Regions from separate parts of the Mus musculus genome. Here region 1 is linked to region 2. The links are chromatin contacts, called in public Hi-C maps. All regions are on one chromosome and are shown on one strand. The core of a region is the stretch at or near the end of the contact, and the rest is flanking DNA. Distances in the headings are between cores, read along the strand shown.

The links. A called contact is a pair of places that touch in the nucleus more often than the background predicts.
Region 1: a Hi-C map of liver shows a contact between it and region 2, with 2.3 times the contacts expected there. The contact joins the enhancer-like site here to the promoter of 4933440J02Rik in region 2. A contact is called at or near these places in 1 of 15 datasets of contacts at CTCF or cohesin (the NIH/3T3 cell line), 3 of 484 Hi-C or Micro-C datasets (liver and nephron progenitors) and 1 of 115 datasets of contacts at active chromatin or transcription factors (pancreatic cancer cells).

The regions. Positions count from the first base shown.
Region 1 is chr10:111,754,921-111,760,315 of GRCm38.p6, reverse strand. No RefSeq gene overlaps it. Among named protein-coding and RNA genes, the nearest start is that of Gm30624, 73 kb to the right of the region's middle. Within about 2 kb of position 3,570, at least 7 of the 459 cell types and tissues checked have an H3K27ac peak or open chromatin away from gene starts, as enhancers often do. A contact at or near this core is called in liver, where this site is marked.
Region 2 is chr10:111,591,707-111,596,918 of GRCm38.p6, reverse strand. 4933440J02Rik (RIKEN cDNA 4933440J02 gene) reads left to right here and starts at 2,646. Exons shown (of 4, transcript NR_045344.1): 1 at 2,646-2,815; 2 at 2,914-2,970. All of the region lies in intron 2 of Gm30262 (a long non-coding RNA gene), which reads right to left.

The sequences.
Region 1 (5,395 bases), core at 2,321-4,820, 160 kb before region 2:
CGTGGTCAGTGTCTCCTAACAGACATGTAGCTATAGCAGTATTACCCATTCGCATCAGTTTGCACTGAAATGAAATTACTGTGCTTAAGATACAGGTGCTTTGAAGATGCTGAACTCGGCAGATGTGTAATCAAGGAGACCGTCTTCAGGCGAGGGCTGTGTGAAAAAGCCTGCTGAAGCAATTTGCAAGCATTCTTCTGGGGGGAAGGAGAGTGGAGAGAGCACTAGCCCTGCCCCTCCCTCACACACATTCTGCAGTGCTGGAACTGTCTTTCCAAGGTCATCTTCATGGCGATGCTCTTGGCCCCATTTAGTTCTTGCAGCTTTGTCTTCTGGTTCAGAATCGGGAGGGAACACTTCTGTTCTGAAAGGCTGCTCCTAAGAGGGTTTGTACGTCTCCGTGGGTGAAAGCCAATGTCAAAACGATATGCCACCTGATACCTGAAGCAGACTGACGGCTTCAAGAGTCATAAACAAACACAGCCTTCTGTTTATGCTTCCTTGTGTGAATGAAGACCAAAGCAAGTCAGAGCTCTTTGAAGGACTTGGGACTTTCCCATACACACACACACACACACACACACACACACACACACCATCCCTCCCCCACCTAGCCCAACACATTCCTTGCCAACAGAACCATTCAGTAGCAGCCCATTGCCGCTGACTTAGAGAACTGGATACTAAGGGAAGTAAATTGAAAAATACAGTGATGTGTACATATGCCTTCTGTTCAACAGCTAATTGGTAGCTCTTCACTTCACTCCACTCCACTGTAATATGATCAATGGCCAGTTGGCCTACAGGTTATCCACAGTCTAGTAACTCCTGTGGCTGGGGAATGGCACCTCAGTGCAGTGGCTCTCAACCTCTAGGTTGTGACCTGTTTGGGGGCCGAATGACCCTTTCATGAGGGTCGCATATTAGATATCCTCCATATCAGATAATTACATTATGATTCATGGCAGTAGCAACATTACACTTCTGAAGCAGCAACAAAAATCACGTTGTAGTTGGGAGTCACCGCATCATGAGAAACTATATGAAAGGGTTGCAGCTGTGGAAAGAAGCTTGAGAAACCCGGCCTCAGTGTGAGGACACGGGAGGTCAGTCCTCAGCACTGAGAAGGAAGTAGGGAAAGGAAGGAGGAAAACCGCTTTTAAGAGAGAAGAGGAGTATCAGGGAAAGAGAGAGAGGGCAGGCGAGGGTGTCTAAAGAGCAGATAAATCATCAGACCAACACAGGGAAGGAGATACCAATGTTTCCATTTACAAAGAAGGAAAGAAAGACTCCCGTAAGGTAGCAAGCAGATTGTCCAAGGTCAAGTGGCTTGTGAGAGGTAGGTGTCGGCTTTGAGTCATGCACTTCTGATGTCAAAATTGACACTCTCGTAGCACACCGGACATTATGGAGCTTGATTACCGCTCTGCTCTCTATGGATATGAACACCATTCACCCTGATGCTTTAACAGCCAAGTCCTGCCCAGGATTCTGCACCTGAAGTAAATAATGCAGTCCAGAAGAGTAGTTAATAGAAGAGCAGCAGACAGAATTTCCAGCCACTCAACTCAATGATTCACACACGTATCCCTGATTCTCATCTCTCCTGCAGGGAAGAGATGAATGGACACTCCCATCCCCAGCTCCAGGCCGTTTACTGTTGAGTGTTTATGTCCTCAGCTGTAATTCCTACTGAAAGGAAAACACAATTGTCACTTGCTCCAAAACAATGATATATTTATCTGCACACACTTTTAAACCATCACTCGGAGTTAAACACGGAGGCCTAATAAGCAAGCTGCCCATTATTTCAAATCCGATTCCGGAAGCCTACTCTTTGGACCTCCGTCTAATAATATTATTATGTTCTGGCTCTGTATACATAACAAGAAGCCAACTGCGTGCCAGGTTATCATTTACTGGCTTGGAAGGCACACAAGCTAGAAACGAACAAATGAGCCACTGGAACAAGAGACTCTTATTTTCTTTCTTTTTTCTTTCCACTTCTTTTTTCCTCTTATTTTCTCCTTTCTTTTATTTTTTTTAAATGATTCATTGTGCATATACATTTTGCGTGGTACTGTGCTATACAAGGACACTTTCACATGCATATATATTGTGCCTAGCCCTCCCATTAATCTCTTTGTTCTCCTAGACAGGTTTGCTTCTCTCTTCCTGTCTACATGCATAGATGATTTCATGATGTGCACCCGTCATGTAAAGAGAGCCCGGTGGAGAGCAAGCACGGTAAGTTAAGAGCTTTATTTCTGTACCATGTGGCCTCCACTTGTCCAAAATGCCTGCTTAGGCTCCAGATATAACAAAAGAAAAGGAGGGAGTAGAAAGGAGACCATGCCCCTTTCCTTTATGAATATATCTTAAGAACTGCACAAGGTACTTCAGCTAACTGGCCAGTCACGTGCTTACAGCTGGCTAAAAGGCAGGCTGGGAAATGTAGTCCTAGTTTCAGAGATCCAACTGCCAAGCTAGAAGCTACGTTCTGTTACTAAAGCAGAGAAGGTAGACATTGCCAGGCAAGTAGTGATGAGTGTGCCCTCGGGAAACCATGGGAAATGCCTAAGGAATATTGGCATTCCGGTAAAGGAACGTCAAATGAAGGCTAAACATATTTAATTGAGGATGAAGTGCTTCTAGCTTTAAATCTTTCTAAGATAAAATGAAAGTCTATTTTACTTAGCACTTTGGGGGAGGCAGAAGGCATACATTTGGGGATTTTGAAACCAGACCTCAAGACCCTAAGGTGACAGTTTTCACTGAGTAATCTCGCCATTTTGCTTAGAAAAGGAAGACAGAAGTCCACACAGTGATGTGTGAGGATATTCCCACATGGCTTGTTCCCCATGCCACTCACTCGCTCATAACTTTTATTTCCAGAAGATCAACCGATTTCCCTAGCCCTAAGATTACTGCAATGCTTCCTGTGGCTGTTCTTCCTACAGCCCCTCAGTGTGAGCCATAAAGCTTTAGTTCTCACGCCGAGCTGTGTGGGACAGGGTGTTGAGCGATCCTGCCTCTACGATGAATAAGATCAACAGCAAATAACTATCGCCTGCCTCGTAAGTGTTGGGTAATACTTTATGGCATTAACTTACTATTGCTTGCAATGAGCCTATGGAATAGACTACCTGTTCCCATTTCATAGACAAATGAACTCATGATTAAGGTTAAACATGACCAAAAAGCTAAGTTGTGAGACATCAGAAAGCAGCAAGTGGAAGGCCTGAAACTCTAAATTCAGAGGTCAGGATTAGAACCACAGATGACCAGGCGCTCAGTTTCCCCTGTCTAGAATAATCACCCTCCCTGGGCTCATTCTGCGGCAGGTGCCCAGTCAACCTACCAAACAAAATCAAAATCCAGCTATCCCTTTGGAACCCTAACTGAGTTGTGTTCTGGCCAGAACTATACATAGACTTAAGAGATTCTTTTCTCTCTCTCTTTTCCTCTTCCCCACCCCCCTCTCTCTCATACGCACACACAGAGAGACTTAGGCACACCATACACGCACACATGCACACACATGCACACAATGCTTGCATGTACGCATGCACGTACACTCTTGCGCACCCATGCCTGCCTCTGTCTTCTGCCCTCTCTACAAAGAAACCAGTGTAAATAAATATGGGAAGGGATGGATTAATAATTAACTAACTATTTGGAAAGAAAATGAATCTAAATGTCAAAGCAGAACAAAAACCAAAATAAATACAAGTGGATTAGAGAACTAAAGGTTTTCTTTAAAAAAAAAAAAAAAAAAGAAAAGAATGAAAGAGAAAGAGACCAAAGCATGACGGAGCTTAAATACAGGCAAATATCAGCACCCAAGAGAGAGAGAGAGAGAGAGAGAGAGAGAGAGAGAGAGAGAGAGAGAGAACGATCTACATTTCCAAGGAATGAACAAAATCATAAAGAAAAAGCTTATTAACCCAATGTCCCTTTGTCAAAATGTAACTAAAATTAGAGGGGATTTCAAAGAAAGCAGAACCTATTTGTCTCAAATGTGACAGGAAAGGACATTCTGCTGTGTTAAATCCTTGAGATGGGTGGATGTAATATTTTGACCCACTAAAAGCTTCAGTCAGCCGTATGGATGACTCCTACAAACCAAATGCTGGGCAGAGTGAAGCAGGCTTCAAAAGGAGGTGCAACCAAAACTTAGATATGCCTATATATGCCATAGAAATGAAAGAAATAGTGAGAAAATGATCCTCAGAAAAAGGGGGTGGAGACAGTATGTCCCAGATCTTTCTCAGCATGAGCCACAGTTGCAAAGAAGTTTTCTGCATATATAGTTTTTACACTGAGCACATATTTTATATGTACTCTTCCTTATACACAGTGGTGACCCCTTATGGCTGGCTTCGCCTCCTATGGATTCAGTTACCAGAGTTTCAACTCCAAACATTACATTTTAAATAAAGCAATGAAGTGTAAACTGTGTCCTGATTTAAACAGTGTGCTGAGATTTCAGGGTTCCTCTTCATCCTATCCTTTAGGGAATTATTCCTCTCTCCGTGTGTCCACCCTGACTACACTACCCATGCATTGGGAACTCAGGGCCTTTTACTAGATCCACCGTCAGTGTGCCCTTATAAACACATTAGTTGTTATTGTATCTAATAATGACCGCCCCCCCCCCCTCAAGCCCAAGTGTTGGATGCTGGCAACTCCTATACGCTAAAGGAAAACTGTCAGTGCTTCATTCCATTGTGAAGGTGTACATCTCAATAGACAAAGGGAGACTGCGTGCCAAGGTTGCTAAAATCGATGCTAAGAATGAATTGTCTACCTGCAGACATGGGGAAGAAGGTGGGTTGGAAACACTTGCTAGTATCACTGTGACATCCGAAACTAAAAAGAGAAACAAATTTTCCCACAGTCCATGATAAGATTTTTTTTAAGATGAAAAAGCATTAAACATATGGCTATATTAGACAGGTGTGGAGGGCCAGGGTAACAGGACATACCACTTGAGGCAGCTGTGTACACAAATCTTTTCCCCAGAGTGGAAAAAGACTGAAGGGAACTATTGCTGTATGATTAATCATGCTTTTCTAAAGAAGGTGAATGCTATAATAATATTTTATTTCTTTTACTCAATTTCTCTCCCTGGGGTTACTGATCCTGGCTCAATACAATACCTTAGCTAGAATTTCAATTGTTCTGTTTTCTTTCCCAATCGGCCTCTTATCATTCAGTCTATCACCATCTGGAGTTTTACCGTCTCCCCAGCTCCGCACCATGGTTTTACTTCCCAGGTCATGACTTACCTCGTGTCTACACCAGCACTTACGTGGGCTCGGTATATTTCTCTTTCTTTTCTCACTACAACCTTGCCAATAGCCAATCTTGCCAATAGCCCTTCTGCGTGTCT
Region 2 (5,212 bases), core at 1,397-3,896:
CTTGGAGCCAAAAAGTCTTGGTTATAGAGGAAAGAGCAGCCTCAGGAAGGACACCCTAGCCCAGTCCCTGAGCTGGGCATGCTTAGGGTAGGGGTGGAGTATTCCAGGTACTGGAGATAGTAAGAGACTGGCCGACAGTGTCTGCTCTGATATGTTAATAGGCACCCCAGTTAGCCATTTGCCCCAGGTCTGAGACCTAACATAAATGTAATAAAGTTTTGTTAGGAAAAAAAAAAAAAAACTATAGTATAATTACCACTATAAAGGAAGAGAAAAAAAAACTTTAGAAAATTCGCTCTGCCTATAGGAGGAACAACAATGAACTAACCAGTAACACCCCCCCCCCCCCAAGCTCATGTCTCTAGCTGCATATGTAGCAGAAGATGGCCTAGTCGGCCATCACTGGGAGGAGAGGTCCTTGGTCTTGCGAAGATTATATGCCCCAGTACAGGGGAATGCCAGGGCCAGGAAGCAGGAGTGGGTGGGTTGGGGGGGGGGGGTAATAGGGAACTTTTGGGATAGCAATTGAAAGGTAAATGAAGAAAATATCTAATAAAAAAATCAAAGAAAGAAAGAAAGAAAGAAAGAAAGAAAGGAAGGAAGGAAGGAAGGAAGGAAGGAAGGAAGGAAGGAAGATAGATTGCTCTGGAAAAAAGCTAAGCTAGTTTTAGACAAAATGGGAATGTGAGTGAACAGTGAACAAGCAGGAGATAGGGGCTTCCCTGACATCTCAAATCATACCTGAAGACAGCCACTTCCAGGCCTTAAGTCTGGAGTGTGAACAACGTTTAGACCAAATTAAGTAAGCAAAATAATAAGCAGACATGCAATTAATTCTCAATTATGCTCAGCAACTGGGGGAAGGCGGGAGTGGTGGTGGGAGGGAGGGGGTCAGGAAAAGCTTAGCTGCTCAAATGCTCCATGAAGTCAGATTCCAGAGCTTCAGGGAGGATGCGGGCAGCTGACAGAGAGTCTCTCCTTTTATCAAGTGAGGGCATTATCCTGTCAAATCATGCCTGTGGACTCTCTCGGGGACCGGCTTGCTTATCTCCTGGCCCTGCCTGGTCCTGAGCAGCTGGGGTTAATGATTAAATGGAAAGATGACAGGAAATGAAGAGGCTGAGACATTCCATCAGATTAACAGCTGAGACCTGGGAGGCAGCCCCGCTCCCTCACACCAGCTTCTGCATCTGGGGAAAACCAGAAAAAAGAGCCCATCCACCTCATTAGACCGCCTCCTTTTTCCTTTCCCACTCACTATCTCTGTCAGCAACACTCAGAGTCCAAAGGTCTTGAGATATCTCTGAGACGCCAGGGAGAGAAGACAGGAAACCGGGCACCCTCTCTCTGAGGTCCAGCCTGAGATAAATTCCTCCCACTGTGACCTGTCAGCTTCGGTTCCCTCTTAGGTCTTAACAGAGGAGCCGTGAGGACCGATCCTATAGTCAAAGGGGGTCTCAAATAAATGTTCAGAGATGTCCTGAGGCTTGCTCGAGGTGGAGATCGACAGTAAGCTGCGACCTTCCTTCCTGCACGTCTTTGTCCTTGACACATCAAATATCAAACTGGGAGGAGGGGAAGGGAAGAGACAGGGAGAAAACCAAGAAAGGTCAGTTGCCAAATGGGACATCCATGTAGCCTCCTCAACCACTGGCTGACTCAGGGTTAAGCGGTCTACTTCTCGAAGAGAATAAAGTTAAAGCCAGCTTTACCTGTTGACCTGAAGACAGATCCTTGCGTTATCGTGGAAATTTCCACTATAATTTCAGATTCCACACAAATAATATTCCCGGCAAAATCAGCTTCCAATGGGCGGGTATCCTAAGTGTCTTAGGAGTTTTCATTTTGCTTTCCTTTGAGCTCTTAAAGAGGGGTCTAGAAATCATTAATTTCCCTGCCTTTTCATCTTAGACTACCTAGCGGCTCAGATCGGAGCTCTGCGCGCCTAAAATCAGGAAGGGACAATGGCACTTTGCCATTTTGGCACTAGCCTCGTGTCCCAGGCAGCAGCCTAGCCAGGCACCTTCTACCCCCCACCCCAACCCCCGGCTGTGAGCAGCAGCCAAGCCTATGTTTCCTATGACACAACCCCTCTCCGCAGACTCTAGGAGCTCCAGAGGGACCCCATTTAGATAACCAGGCTCCAGATAAGCTTGCCGGGTAATTATCCAGCTTGTGCCCTGTATCACGCCAGCTGAGTGGCTGTGAAGGGAACAGGGGACAAGGCCAGCAATCCCACATGATGCCTGAAATTGTACTCCGTGTAGAGGCAAGAAATCCTTCCCTCTGATCCGTTAAGGTTCCGTAACGAGTCTCGGGAAGGAACTAATAACATACCCATCAGCAGGAGACGCGCCTATTTACTACCCGACTGGCCATCACACATTCACTATCGGGTAACAGTCTGGTGAGAGTTAGAGGCAATGAAGATACAGTTTTAGAGATTAAGTAAGTTATTTTCAGAGTAGATAAATGACCAACCACCACCACCACCACCACCACCCCAAAAAAAATGAGGCTGGGACAAACTTTATCTGGCCTTTGGCTGTAACGTTAGCTCTAATCTCCTTCCGGTTACGTGCTTCCATCACTTCCGGTAGGCGGGGTGTCTGAGGAAAGATTCAAACTAAGTTTTGTGGATAACTGGGAATTGTAAAAAGAAGCGGAAATCAGAGGAAGCCTTGCAGTGTGTGAGCTGTACCCCAGGTGATCCCACTGATATCAGGACATCTCTGTACATTTTTCCGGTACCACATCTCTCAGGGGTATCACAGACTCCGTCCATCTATGCAACCCAATTCTAAGGACATCCTGGGTCTGTAAAATTCCCTTCTATCTCCATCAACAATTTTAGAACGTCCTCACACCTTTCTGATACACTCCTAAAGGATTTTCAAAATGATCTGTTGACAGCTTCAAAAAGCAACGGAGTGAAAGATAGTTCGTGGAAGTGGAGGGAGAGTCTATTGTGTAAGTTGTCACCTCAGTATTATTACATCCAGGGCAAACATTTGTTTAGAATTCTAATTTCTATTCCAGTACAATCGCCTCTATGGAAATGGAGACTAATCTAAAGAATAACTAAGTCAGTTACTGCTTTGTAAAGATAGCATATGGTACTTAAATTGAACCAAGAAAGCAGGAGGCACGACACCAAAGGCTTCCCAGCTCTTTGTAGCGTAGTAAGAACTGTATTTCACATCACACCCAAGTAGACACGCACATGAATGTGCAGCTCAAAATTTTGATGAAACCCAATCACTTTTACTATTTTCTATACAAGTGTTCTCTTTATTTATTGAAACTTACTATATTGACTTGATGACCCACTAAGAACTTGAGGATTTAAGGTTGGTTAGTTTCAAAATCCCTTTTTTATATCTATCAAAAAAGGAAATACAAAAACCCACAAACCTAAGGCTGGAAAGGTGGCGTTCAGAGATTAAGAGCACTTGCTGCTCCTGTAGAGAACCTGGATTCAGTTCCCAGCACCCACATGGCTGCTCACAACTGTCTGTAACTCCAGTTCCAGGAGATCCAAAACCCCTATCTGGCCGCCACAGGCACACATACATGCATGCAGGAAAGCACCTAAAATTACATAAAATAAAACTTAGTCTATAACATTCTCTCTAGTATCTAATAATGGCTATCACTAAAGCATAAACACAATGTATCAGAAATGTATAGTACAAGTTTAGCAAAAGAGTTCTTGCCAGGACCTTCCAAAAAAGAAAGGAAAAGGGGGTGGGGGATGCAGGGTGGAAAGGAAGGAGGGGGAAACATGAATGAAGGCAAGAGAAAGTGAAAAGAAGAAAAACATGAGGAAAAGAGGGGATGTTCTAACTCTAGGAACTAACCAGATTCACTTAAACCCAGTAGGTTCTCCCTTGAGCATTACAAAGGACCTTTTGTTTCAGTAAGGTTGGAGCTAGGAGGCTAGGATGGATGAAGTAGGTTAGTGAAGCATTCTAAGGATTAAACGGTGGCTTTGTAAGTTGTAATTACTACCATGTGTGAATTTCATTAAGTAAAAATGTGGCAGGTCAATGGAGCTCTAACATTAGCAACATGTGCACTGTCCCCAAGCAAATTCTGGGTGAGGATTGCATGTGGGACAGGCAGGGAGTGTGTGCACCATCTCTGCATTTCTCACTTAATTTTCCTGTCAACCTTAAACTGATCTAAATAAAATGATTTTAAGGTACACCTTTTTCTACTTGCCTATCAGCACTATGGTGGTTTGAATAAGAATGGCCCCCCACTGTCTCATAGATTTGGATGCTTGGTTGGTCACCAGGGTGTGGCACTATTTGAAAGGATTTGGGGGTGTGGCCTTGTTGGGGTGGGTGTGGTCTTGTAGGAGGAACTATGTCACCAGGGGAGGGGCTTTGAGTCTCAAAAGTCTACGGCAGGCTCAGTAACTCTCTCCTCTCTGCCTCTCTTCTTGCTGCCTGTGGATCTGGCTGTACAACTCTCAGCTAACTTTCCAGCACCATATCTACCTAGGTACCAACATGTTCCAACCCCCTCCATGGGGATATTTTACTAAACCTCTGAAACTGTAAACAAGATCCAATGAAATTATTTCTATAAGAGTTTTTTTTTTTTATAAAGAGTGTTTTTTATTTTAAAAAAAAAAACCAACAGCAACCTTGTTTATAAGAGTTTGTGTGGCCCTGGTATCTCTTCACAGCAACAGAATCGAAGACAAGCACTAAGGGTTCTATAATTTCATAGATAATGTGATGAAAAAACAACTGATGCTTCTTCACCACAAGAAGCAGGCGGACACATCTTTTTCCTTCCTTCCCAGCGCTTCTCTCGTGTTTGTACAGCTTCTGGGATTCAAATCCTTTGTCATCTCCTTGAGATTCCCTTAGGCTCAAGAATACATCTGTGTGTAGCAGCTGTTCGGGCAACTCTTGACTTTTTCCTTCCCAGCTCAATCATCCCATCAAAATGAAACAGAGGGGGAAAAAAACAATATGTCCCAAACTGTTGCTGATAGCCTTCAGATCTGATGGTAACCACAGAGACTCACATCAGAAGGAGAAAGTGAAGCAGAAAGATTGCTCAGTGATTACGAGTGAATACTGATCTGGTGGAGGACCTGAGTTTGGTTCCTAGCACCTACAACATCAGGGGGCTCATAACCTTCTGCATCTCTGATTCCACAAGTACCTGCATTCGCATGCATACACATAATTAA